2 separate regions of the Sus scrofa genome follow, and region 2 is linked to region 1. A link is a contact called in public Hi-C data. All regions are on one chromosome and are shown on one strand. Each heading gives the region's core, a stretch centred on a gene start, on an enhancer-like site or on the middle of the called end of the contact. The rest is flanking DNA. Distances are from core to core; before and after follow the strand shown.

Evidence for each region. A called contact is a pair of places that touch in the nucleus more often than the background predicts.
Region 2: a Hi-C map of heart right ventricle shows a contact between it and region 1, with 6 times the contacts expected there. The contact joins the promoter of RALGAPB here to the promoter of RBL1 in region 1. A contact is called at or near these places in 1 of 5 promoter capture datasets (liver) and 1 of 47 Hi-C or Micro-C datasets (heart right ventricle).

What each region holds. Positions count from the first base shown.
Region 1 is chr17:40,275,725-40,282,178 of Sscrofa11.1, forward strand. It overlaps RBL1 (retinoblastoma-like protein 1), which reads right to left and starts at 3,594. Exons shown (of 22, transcript XM_021077346.1): 1 at 3,172-3,594. The coding sequence starts at 3,327. It overlaps LOC110257355 (a long non-coding RNA gene), which reads left to right and starts at 2,605. Exons shown (of 3, transcript XR_002339844.1): 1 at 2,605-2,707.
Region 2 is chr17:41,503,626-41,510,079 of Sscrofa11.1, forward strand. RALGAPB (ral GTPase-activating protein subunit beta) reads left to right here and starts at 4,131. Exons shown (of 30, transcript XM_021078139.1): 1 at 4,131-4,412.

The DNA.
Region 1 (6,454 bases), core at 2,344-4,843:
TCGATCCCTAGCCTGGGAACTTCCATATGCTGTGGGTGCAGCCCTAAAAAGACAAAAAAAAGAAAGAAAAGAAATAGTATGGCTATCTTAGCAGATATTTCAATTTACAATGTTACAAAAAAAAGATGACATTTGGGAATTTAACATCTAATTCTCTGCTTTATTTTTATTTATTTATTTTTTGGTTGTGCCCGAGGCATGTGGAAATTCCTAGGCCAGGGAGTGAACCATGCCACAGCAACAACCCAAGCCTGCTGCAGTGACAACACTGGATCCTCAATTCACTGGTCACAAGAAAACTCCTAATTCTCTGCTTTAGAGTTGAGATATCCAAGCTAGACTTTATGACCTCATTGTTAAGCTTTACATGAAATAAGGATTAAGAACTAGACATAAATCTCATAGCACAACATAATACTGTTATGCAGATTCTTTAAGATCAGACTCTAGGGAGTTCCCTGATGGTTACTGCTTTCACTGCTGTGGCCCAGGTTCAACTCCTGGTCTGGGAACTAAGATCCCACATCGAGCTGCTACATGCTACGGCCAAAAAAAAAGAGACCAGACGCTAAAAGAATAAAATGACTACTAAAAAGATTTCCTGGAGTTCCCGTCGTGGCTCAGTGGTTAACGAATCCGACTAAGAACCATGAGGTTGCGGGTTCGATCCCTGCCCTTGCTCAGTGGGTTAAGGATCCGGTGTTGCTGTGAGCTGTGGTGTAGGTTGCAGACGAGGCTCGGATCCCGTGTTGCTGGGGCTCTGGCATAGGCTAGCAGCTACAGCTCCGATTAGACCCCTAGCCTGGGAACCTCCATATGCTGCGAGTGCGGCCCTAAAAAAAAAAACATGGGTAGCCACTAAGACCCAGTGTTCCCACCCTGAAATAGTGAAAAGTCCTTTTGATCAAGGCATTAAGTGAGGCAGGTAAGCTTGATTTTTAGAAGGCTTAATTAACTAATTGTTTGGGTACAACATCCAAATACTACAGAGCTTTAGGATATAGTCTACTAGATGGAAACACTAAAAATTTAAGAACCAAAATTACTCCTTTGATTTTTTTTACCAAAAAAAAAGCACCTATGGTATTTAATCTAGTTCCTCGATGCACAGCCTTAAAAATACAAGGATGGTTTCTGATGTCATGGAACTCCAGGTCAAGAGGAACAGATACTATTATCTGCAACTGGTAAGATACGTTATTAGAATTGAAGACAAAATATTACGGCAGAATACAGTGTAGTGAGTAACTGGTTTTGACTGGGGGTCAGGGAAAGGTTCACAGAAAGAGACAAGTGGTGAGTGGTGGTAAACCACCAAAATGTACTGAGGAAGTGGGGTGGGTAGGGGGAAAATATAAGCAGGAGCATGTCAGGTAGACTAGAGGGGATAGGGGCCAGGGAGAGAGAGGTTCCAAGGAAGCAAGAGATACATGGAAATGCCTTCCACACCAAAAACAAAACAAAAAAGAAAATAAAAAACTAGACAGAATAAATACAAAAATCTTAATTTACACATCTGTGCTTTCTAAGTCAAACATTTAAGATACCCTGATCAACTCTGCCTGAGAGTTAGCTCTTCAATTTTCCCTGGAGTGGGGAGTGAAGGAAAAGTTTCTAGGCAGAGGGAACAGCATGGAGGAAGAACACAAGTAGGAACAAGCTTGGCATATTCAAGAATCTGAAAGAGGTGCCTAGTTTAATGCCTTGATCATTGCTGAGACTGCATTCGGTAATGCTTATTCAATGAGAGACCAAATGAGGACTTGAGATGTCAGAAATAGCTTTCTCAGGGGTATGAGAACTCATTCTGAGGGCAAGGAAGTGGGTACACTCGGATGGAATTTTGAGGTACAATTAGGAGTTTTCCAGTTGCTGACAATCATTCAGGGCTGGGGGAAATCAGTGGAGTAAAGATAGGATGGTGGGGGAAAAAAAAAATGACTTTCTCAGACTTGTAAAAAGTTTGTTTTCAATCAAGAGGCCAATCTCCCGTATCTTCTATTTTCTTATTCCAGTCGTGCCACCCAGAGATGCAGATCACTGTCCTTTATCCAATCTATCCAGTCCTATCCTGGAGACATACAAGAGTCTCTCTTCTTCTCCTTTATATATAGACACACATATGCTTAACTCCAAATTTCCAACTCTATGCCTTTGAACCCAGCAATTAATTACTGCCCTGGGCAATGAGTCAGTATGGCACTCTGTGTGAGTCCAGCCCTCCCGAATCAAGGAAACGTTTGATCATAAGGCCTCTGGAGTAATTGTGAACAGTTCCATCACAATTCTATCTCTACGTAGGCTTACCACTCGACTGGGTGCCTATCATAATTAGTGAGAATGATTCTGGGTAAGACAGTCCTCTGGGCCTTGATGTTATTACCTGAAAAGCAGGTTTAAAACTCATTGCCCTGCCATGTTCACAGAGCTCTCATGAGAACTAAATGCAAGAGTGATTGGGGGAAAATTCGAATGATAGCCTACATTTATTTTGTTCAGAGACAGACACTGTACTTCGCATTGGGATAATCTAATTATCCCCATCTGAGAGGAGAAACCTGGGGCGGAGAGATAAGCACTGTGTGCACACTCGATAATAATGTGATCAAACTGCTGCATAGTCTACCGCAAGGCGAGCAACCAACACCTTGAGGCGGAAGGTGAAGAGGTTGTGGTTCCGGCTCCACCACTACCCGTGTGACCCTGGGTAAGTAGCTTAACCACTTGAGGGCTCAGCTTCCTCAGCTGTATAATGGGGATCACGGAACATGTTCAAAGGGTTGTGGCGAGAACTAAGTAAAATGACAAAGCGCTGCGCAGTGGCATCTCAGCACACAATTCGTTTAACCTTTCACCATTACAGAACTTTTTTTTTTTTTATACAAACTTAAGAGCAGTCCCATGAGTTTGCGGCGCAGGTCTGGGGTCTAGGGAGCCCCTGAGTGGCGTGACCCTGAACCAGCTGCTCCTTTTCCGGACTTCGATTTCCCGCCTCAAAATAAGTGGCGAGATTGATCTACACCCGCCCTTCCAGTCTCGAACTCTTCGGCGCCGGGATGGGCAGAGACCCTTCCCGGTGGGGAAACTCCCACCGCCCTACTGGGTGGGGTGGGGCGGAGCAGGGGTGGGGCCTGGCGAGCTCGGTCGTCCGCCTCACCTGCCGCCGCTCACCTCTAGACTGTAGGTGCCCCGGATGGCGGTGAAGTCGTCCAGGGCTTCGGCCGCGCTCCCCTCGTCCAGGTTCAGCTCCTGGCACAGAGCCTGCAGTGCTTCTCCGGCCGCGGCGACCACCGCCGCCCCCTCGGCGCAGGGATCTTCCTCGTCCATCCCCTCAGGCCCGGCGGGCGGCGTGGTCACAGCCCCGGCTCCTTTCTCCTTCCTGGGCGCGCTACCCACAACCTCCCGCGCCAAAGCGCGCGAAAATCGCGGGTTGTAGCACTACGTCTTTTTGATGGTCTGCATCCGCGTTTCTCCTGAAAAAAAGTCCGTCTTTCCTCCAGGGCTCCACGCTGCCCCTTCCAGAAACATGCTAAGAAGAAGGAATTTAGAGTCTAAAAAACCTGGACTTGGCCCTTGGCAGGTAGCGGTAGACACAGCCGGCGGGACAAATTGGGTGCGGAGGGATCGGCAGTCCGCGCGCAGAGTCTGCTGGGAGTGGTAGTCCATATCCTGCCTTGGAGCGGGCGGCGGGATTGGGCTCCGTGTTGCGGGGTGGCCTTGTTAATTTTAGAGAGGTCTCCTCTGCCCCACCAACCCGTGGGCCTGGGTTTGTCACTGCCGCGGGGCGCCAAACACAGACTAATCCAGAGTTGTCCCTTGAGTTAGGAGTTGGAGGAAATCGAAAAATGTCCGTCTACAGAGAGGGCTAGGAAAGGCCTGTCGGACCCTCCTCAGTGTCTTTAGCACCTAGTGAATGGTTTTTTGAGCGACTGAAGGGTTGGTGAGGCAGGGGTATTAGGGGACCCCTATCCATCGCTTCTTGAACTCCAAATGAGGCTTGACCTGGGCTAAAAGAGCTGCAGTAAGGGGGCACTTTCTCAGCTCCCTGCTCCCTGGGAGCTGGGTCCCTGGAACCTAGTAAAAATCGTCCTTCCAGACTTAGGAGTGACCAGAACATAAACCTGAAGGCATGGAACTGGTCTTAAAGCTGACCCTTCTGCTCCAGCAAGACCCCTTTCCCATGAAGAGCCAGAGTGATCTTTTAAAAAGGTAAATAAGAGCATAGTCAATCATTTAGGATCCTTCAGTAAACCCTTTGCCCTTAAAGTAATGTCCAAAATTCTTTCCATGGCCAGTAAGGCCCTATGTAATCTGGCCCCACCTCATCTAGGGGAGCGTCCCCTTCTCCAGATATATAATAAGATCCAGCCTCACTGCTTTGTTTTGGAACCTTGGAAATGCCAAGCTGCCAAATTAGTTCTTTCCACAAAGACTTTCTCACATGGTGGTCAAACAGCCCCTCTATGCCAGGTCTTTTCTTGTCTGCCTCATCCTCATTCAAGTTCAACTAAAAGGCACCCTGTCAGGGCATCCCTGAGCACTTTATTTCAAATAGCTGACTCTCATCTTTTCCTCCACCATATTTGTCTTCATAGCACCTTATCATTATCTGAAATTATCTTTATTCCCTGGTTCTTCCTACTAAAATGTGAGTTTCATGAGAGTAGGGCCTTCCTTTTGAGGCAGAGTACTAACTCATGTAGTCAGTGTAGGAGCATGGGCTTTGATGCATTCTTTGATATGGCTGTTGATTAACATTTGTGGTTTAAGGGCTCCAGAGAGTAATTCCCCACAGGCCTTGTTTACTATAGGAAATGTGCCTCTCCCCATAGGGACCTTAATCTCTAACCCACTCCTCAACTGATAGAAAAGGAATGAGAGGAATGGTAACTTAGTCCAAGGAAAGAGGACAAAGAAATCATAAAACACATGGGATAGTTCCACCCCTAAAACTCCTATTGGACAAGGACTGATATAGGAAACTTGGCAAGGCCAATGGGAGAAAACCCCATCTTTCTGGACCCCATGTTGGTACCCCCCCCCCCCGCCATCTTTAAGGGATAAAAACTCTTATAGGACAATACAGAGTGGGTGGCTCTTCTGCCCCTTCCCAGCAGCCTGGGAGCTATTTGCTTTCCTGTAATAAAGACTGCTTGCTTGCTGCCTGTGTGTTCCCGGAGTTCATTCTTTGACTGCGTGAACAAGAACCCAGATTCTGGTAACATCTTTCCGGCATCACTTTCATGTTCACTGTATTTCAGAGTTTAGATTAGTGACTGACTCCTGTAGTTGGCGCTCAGTACTTAGCATGGTGTGTCTGAAAAATTACAAAGAGCCCATTGTTGCTTAGACAAGGGAAGGAGTCACCAGAGATGAAAATGGAAGACAGGTCAAGATAGGTTGCCTAGGACCGCATGAGCCTGGACGTAATCAGTGGGGGTTAATGAATGGAGGTGAATGATCAGTATGTGTTTTGGACAGGTTCCTCGGGCTGCATTGTCACATGTGCATTGGATGGGGTAGAGACTAGAGATCTGGGGTTGGGAGCCAGGTTAGTGTAGAAAGGAGACAGCCTGGACAGATACGACTTTGTCCTAGAACTGAAGGGACCACTGCTGAAGAGGAGAAATCTCTAATAACATAGGTTTCCATCTGGGCCCAGAGGTTGAAGTATGATACTGTCAACTAGAATGGGCATACGAGCAGAGGGATGAGACCAGTCCTGGAGTTGTGTGTATGAAATGCTTGAAGGAAGTTTAAGAGGTGGCTCTTGGGACCTGGAAGACCTACATTCCCTACACATAAAGGGGGTAGAACTTGGGAACCAGCGGCAAGGTGGGTCTCACATGAGTAAAAACTCAAATTCCCCCAAAAAACTCAAATGGAACCACCCCTGTGGTATTGCCACTTCTGCTTTCTTCTAGAAGCTAGCGCTGAAGCTGACCTCAGGACTATCTTATTTTCCGAAAGGTATGTTGGCACATAGTGTGTGCGTAGACTCACCTCCTTTGAGCTTTTACACAGAGGATTTGTTGCAGGCAGTTTAGGGGAGGTTTGTCTCCAGGGCCGAGAGGTCTGTGACAGGGCTTTTCATCCCTCCTCCTAACTTCCTTTCCTGTCAGGAAAGACATGTCAGGATTTGTGGAAGTGAGATGGATGAAGGTCCTCCTGTACTGGTTCATTTGTTTTCTAATTAACCTGTGAGTATTTAGGAGTGAGCTCCAGAGTGGGGACAGCTTGGACATAAAGATGTTGGAATTTTCAGGCAGTACCTGAAGCTAAGGGAGTAGGTTCATATCACTCAGGGAATGTGTTTACATGAGAAGAGACTCAAGGGTAGAACCCCTTGGGACACCAACATTTCAGGGATGGGCAGAATTTTAGGAGTGAGTGAAAAACAAAACTGTCCAGAGAGGTATAAAAAGAAGGAGCAATATTTCAGAGGCCAGAAAAG
Region 2 (6,454 bases), core at 2,881-5,380, 1.2 Mb after region 1:
TGGGAATTTCCATATGCCACAAGTGCAGCCCTAAAAAGTTAAAAAAAAAAAGAGGGTTGAATAATTCTTCAAAAAGAAGAAATGAGAATGAGACCCACAGGGGATGGACCTGGTCTGGGACTGGGTAGACCTGCCTGAATGGCACTTGTGGCTCTGGTCAGTCCCAACCATTGGAATGAGACTTAGAAATTTTTTTTTTTTTTTTTTTTTTTTTTTTTTTTTGCTTTTTAGGGCCTCACCCTCAGCATATGGAAGTTCCCAAGCTAGGGGTTGAAATTGGAGCTACAGCTGCCTACCTACACCACAGCCACAGCAACGTGGGATTTGAGCCCTGTCTGTGACCTATGCCACAGCTCACGGCAACGCCAGATCCCTGACCCACTGAGTGAGGCCAGGGATCGAACCCACATCCTCGTGAATATTAGTTGGATTTGTTTCCGTTGCACCACAATGGGAACTCCAAGACTTAGAAAATTTCAAGATAGAAATTTCTGGCTAATAGGACCCACATGGGACCTGGTCTAGTTTAGGGCACCTCACTAAGATGGCATTGTTGGCCTTGGAGGGGCACTTAGAAAATTTTGAGAAATACCAATCCAAAATGTAGTACTTAAGGCACAGGGTGTGGGGCAGGGGACCTCTTACTTAGGTCTAGTTCCTCTACAACTGGATATCATTCACTAAGATTTAACAACCCAGCAAGAAAGTGGGTTCAGTGCTGAGCTAAAATGCATCTTCTATCCATCCGACAAATGTCCGCTGAGCACTTCCACTGTGCTGGTATTGCGTTAGGTTCAGGAGAAATAGAAGTGGATTTTCTCAACTGTTATCCACACACCAAGATAGTTCTGCACAACTAACAAAGGAAGAAAAAGAAAAAGAAGGGGGGAATTGGCTACAGATGACATACCTCTCATGTATCTGTTCAGTTAACAACTTTTCTCAGTTATGCTCTTGAAAAGTGTTCCAGTTACTATGACTGCATATAATTCACCCCAAACTTAATAGCTTAAAACAATGATAATATGTTGCTCAGGAATCTGCTCTTTGGGCTGGGGTTATCTTATCTCTGCCCTGCTTGTTTCAGGGAGGTTGGCTTGAAGCTTAGGAACTGGAATCATCTGAAGGCTTCCTTATTCACATATCTGGCCACTGATGTTGTCAGCTAAGATGTTATCTCAGGTCGTCAGCCGGAATATCTCCACATGCTCTCTTCCTGGGGCCTGGGCTTCCTCCCAACATGGTGACTGGGCTTGAAAGGTGAGCTTTGCAAAAAGGTGGTAAGCCAGGTAAAAGCTGTATCCTCCTTTATGATCTGGCCCCCGAGGTCCCATAACATGCCTTCCACCCTACTGGCCGGAACAGTCGCAGACCCCAACTAGATTCAAGGGGAGGGAACACGGATCCTGTCTCTCAGGGGGAAGATGTTGGTTACCTTGTAAGAAGAACTGGGGATGGGTTATACATGTTGGCATGGTCAACTTAGGAAAAAAGTCTGCCACAAAAGGGTGATACAACTGTTTTTTTTTTTTTTTTTTTGAGTGCGGTGCCTTTAATACACAGTAATTAAACACATGACACAAAGTGATAATTTGATTTATGGTTTCCACTGAAGACAATTCCCCAATTTATTCTACATTTATAATTAGAATTTATGACATAGAACAAATTTGAATTGTGCCGCTTGGAGAATCCATAATATTTTATTCTGTATATGTCTCTTCAGAATTGTGCATGCACACTTCCCCTACATGTTTCAAAATGTTCTGATTTTATTTTATTTTATTTTATTTTTGGTCTCCAGGGCCACACCCATGGCCTATGGAGATTCCCAGGCTAGGGGTCTGATCGGAGCTACAGCTGTCAGCCTACACCACAGCCACAGCAATGCAGGATCCGAACCATGTCTGTGACCTACACCACAGCTCATGGCGACATTGGATCCTTAACCCACTGAGTGAGGCCAGGGATCGAACCTGCAACCTCAGGGTTCCTAGTTGGACGTGCCTCTGCTGTGCCACAATGGGAACTCCCCAAAGTGTTCTGATTTTAGTCTTAAAATTTCCCAAGATGTTTTGCTTAAGAGAAGCCCTCAAAAATTTTTAAAAATTGGCAAATAAAAAGGTGCAGAATTATAATATCAGCTTTAAAGAATGACTTACTTACATCTTCCCCCTACCACCCCTAATCTAATATTAAATCTTGTTTTCTTGGTCAGTACATTAGTCCTTAAAATCTTACAATTTATGTGGAAGCCATATTCTTTTTTTTTTTTTTTTTTTTTGTCTTTTTAGGGCCACACCTGAGGCATGTGGAGGTTCTCAGGCTAGGGTTCCAATCGGAGCTGTAGCTGCTGGCCTACACCAGAGCCACAGCAACGCCAGATCTGAGCCTTGTCTGCGACCTACACTACAGTTCATGGCAATGCCAGATCCTTAACCCACTGAGGGAGGCCAGGGATCGAACCCGAAATCGCATGGTTCCTAGTTGGATTCGTTAACCACTGAGCCATGATGGGAACTCCAGGCTTCTTTTGTCCTTCTGTTTTACCTTCCTTGGCACAATCCTCCTCATGGTCCCATGGTGACTACTGCACCTCCAGGCATTACATCTCAGTTCCAAGCATCAAATAGCAGAAGGGTTAAGGTCACAAACTTCTCTAAAGACTTCTTTTATTCAAGCTCTCCACTGGGACTCCTGCCTTACATCTTATTGACCAGAAGTTTGTCTCACTGCCTCTCCTAGCTTCAAGGGAACTGCATGCTTTGCTTTTCAGTCTCTGTAGTTTAGAAAGGCAAAGGATAAGCGGTTGGAATAAATATTGAGAGCCTTTTAAAATGTTTGCCTCTTACAATGGAAGTGTATTGCTTTGATTCACAAAGTGTCCCGGATATAGCCTTGTTCTAGTCTTGGAACATTCTCTTTCTTCTTCTCCCCTCTAGCTACTTTTCTGGGTGTGTGGGGCGGCTGCGGGGGGGGGGGACAACAAAATCTTGAGGAAATATACTTCTCCTTGGAGTTTCTGTCATGGCGCAGCGGAAGTGAATCTGACTAGGAACCATGAGGTTGCGGGTTAAATCCCTGGCCTTGCTCAGTGGGTTGAGGATCCGACGTTGCTGTGAGCTGTGGCGTAGGTCAAAGACCCAGCTTGGATCCACGTTGCTGTGGCTCTGGCCTAGGCCAGCAGCAACAGCTCCAATTAGACCCCTAGCCTGGGAACTTCCACATGCTGTGGGTGCGACCCTATAAAGACATATATATATATATATATATACATATATATATATATATATTTATTTTTTTCCTGTAAAGATACCAGTTCCCTTGTCAGGCCTTCCTCCATGGTCTCTTCTGAGGGTAAGGAGGAAGAGTCAGCATCTTTTTCCATTCTGCTCTTTTCAGACACGGTGACTTAGGCACTACTCAGAATGATCCCTTCCTCTCTGAATATCAAGGACGTTCTCAAGGCCAGGTTTTCCCTCTTCTTTCTCAGCCCAAGTTTTCTTCTTTACATGTCCAAGGCATTTGAGCTTTAACTCTCTGGTGGTGTTTCCCTCGTTGAAGTTGGAACCAAATGATTGCAAGTAGTTCTGTTTACAAAATGTGCGGTGTAACGTAGGTGCTCAAACTGGTATCTCTTGCTGTTGTTATTACTATTAGTAATATCTCGTAGCCTATGTCAGACTCATCTCCTTAATGACTGTCTCTGAATCTGATGTCTGATTCATCTTTGTAACCCACACCTGGTCTGGAATTGAGTATTGCTTGTAATGCTATAAAGGGGGCAGCTGGTAAAGGGCAACATTTCAAAGGGAAGGGTGCTGTAATGGTGGGACGTGATGAATTCCTAGAACCTGAGTGGGAGGCAGAATCTTTCAGAGAAGACGCTTACTCTGTCCGCACCTAAAACAGGCGGAGTCCCGACTGATGCCTAAGGACCTGTACTGCGATGAGGTAAGAGCATCCGTCACTTCACTGCTCCTCTAGATCCGGAAAGGGAGGAGGGATTCTGCCCCGCGCGGTGAACTGGGATAGCTGCGCACGCGCAGCTTCCAGCTCCGAGTCTCGGGAATTATTTGACGCCGCCGTTTCGGCCCTTCAGAAGTCACTGATCAGGCGCAGCGCGCACGCGCAGTGGTCCATTCGACTCCGGGAGTTATTTAACGCTGCAGCTGCTGGCAGTCGGAAGTTGCCTGAGCAGAGCACTGCCGGCTGGCCCTACCGGCCTTCGTCGTCCCTGGCGCCCTCGGAGAGTCGCAGACGTGTAGACGGAGTGACCGCTTGCGGACAGCCTACCGGGACAGCGAAAGCGCCGGGCCTATGGCGCGGGTGGCGTGAGGCGGAAGGCCGAGTGCGGCCCGCGGCGGCGACGGCGCCCGCCCCAGCGATGCGGGCCCCGCCCGTCGCCTCAGGTAACCGGGCGGCCCTCCCCATCGCGGCCGGACCCTCCCCTCTCCTCCCCTCCAGGCGGCCCAGGGATGGCTAAGCTTTGTTTCTCGGCCCCGGTGGTTCTAAGGCCCCAGCCTTTGGAAGTATATCTCTGCATTTTGGCGGGGGTGGGGGGTGCGCCTGGCCCTGGAGTCGGCAGCTTCTGTCGGCTCTCTGCAGACCTAGGGGCTGCCTGGGTCGGGAAAACTCTCTTCTGGCAGCCTGGGGGAGGGGGCGGGTCTGGAGCAGAGCTAGACAACTCCGGCTTAGAATCTGGTCCAGCAGCAAGGTTGGTCGAGTGGCTGCCGCCCTGTCGGGACGATGCTGCCCATTGCACGGTGACATTAGGAGGAGAAAGAGTTAATTATGAGAAGGCACATCTAACCCTCGTTAAGCGCTTTACTCCACACCGGGCGTTGTGCCAGGCCATTACGTTCACCTCATCTAACTTCACAACAACTCGGTAAAGGAGGATGATTATCCCCATCTTACTGACGAGGCAACTGAGGCCCTGAATGCTTAGGTGACTTCCTTGCCCAAGGTCAGAGAGCCGGTAAATTTGGACCCAGCCAGTCTGACTCCAGATTCAAGTTCTTAGCAATTAGGTCAGTGGCTCTCCATCTTCGCTGCACGGAAAAATCACCTGGGGCAGCTTTTAAAGATTCCTGATGCCCAGGTAGCATGGCCAGGCCAATTAAGTCAGCACGTTTGGGAGCAGGCTTGGTGGGGAGACAGCAGTGTTTCTTAGAGATCCCCTCATGAATTCATCGTGCAGCAAAGTTTGGGAACTGCTGCAGTAGATCATTTTGCATCTCAGTAAAACATTTCAGTGTTTCCCCAGTTTAAGTGTGTAGGAGAATCCTCTGTGAGCTTGTTAAAAATGCACGTTCCACCTGCAGAGATCTTTTCATTAGGCCCACTGACTACTATACCTTGTGAAAGCTTGTTGGGGTTGGGAAGTAACTTTCTGTACAGGATTTCTGAGTCAGCTGGACCTTTTAAAGTGCGTGCATCTCATGCAAAACTGTCAGTTTGCCATTTTCCTGAATACACAGTCCTCATGAATATAGTGTTTCTAAACTCTGGGTCTTGTTTGCATACGCCGTTCCTCTGCTTAGACTATCCTCCATGCTTTCTCCCTGCTCCACCCAGACCCACACAATGCTGCTCTTTCTTACACACATGCACGTAGCCTTTTCCTCCTGTCTCTGGCTGCATAACTCCCAGCATTCCCAACATTCAAGATGCCTCTGTCTCTGACCCCCACCCTTGACCCCCAGCCACCTTGGGGCTTTCCTGTGTGCTTTTTGGCATCATCATAATGGAATTTACGAGTCATTTTTCTGTGTTGTGTTTTTCTCTTCTGCTAGATTGTGAGCAACTCGAACCATGTCATCTCATCTTTGTATTTCTCCCAGTACTTTGACGTACAGTTTCACAGTGGTTTTACTGAATGGAATGTTTGAGTGCCTTTTGTATCCTCGACTGCATGCTGCAAACAGATTCTTCTCCATTTCCATTTTTTTTGTAAAAGGTGTTTGGTGTTCTTAGTCTATCAAGTTTTGTTCTTTTTGCTTGAAAATACTCTAGTTACGTTCATTAATTTATCCATTCAGCGGTTGAATAAACATATTGAGTTCTTAGCACCAGCGAGACTCTAGGAAGGACTAACTATGCACAGTCAACACTGGTTGAGTTTTAATACCTAGTTTTATCACAATCATATGCAGTCAGTTCTGTAGTGGAAACCTTTTTATTGCCCTTAGGCCTTTGCATATGTTCCCTCCTAAACACTGTACTGTCCAAAATAATGTCTAGTTGTCATCCACTGAACGTTATTACTTAGTTGGTAAATACTAGTTGATGGAAGTGCTTTTGGTAGTAGTTCATCCTATTCACCAGGAGAGATGACCTGAGTACTTAAGATTAAAACCTTGATATCCAAGGAATTGACACACTTGGTATATATTATTACAGAATTTCTGAACTGTTATTGCCCACCATATTTGCAAATTATAAAGGAAGG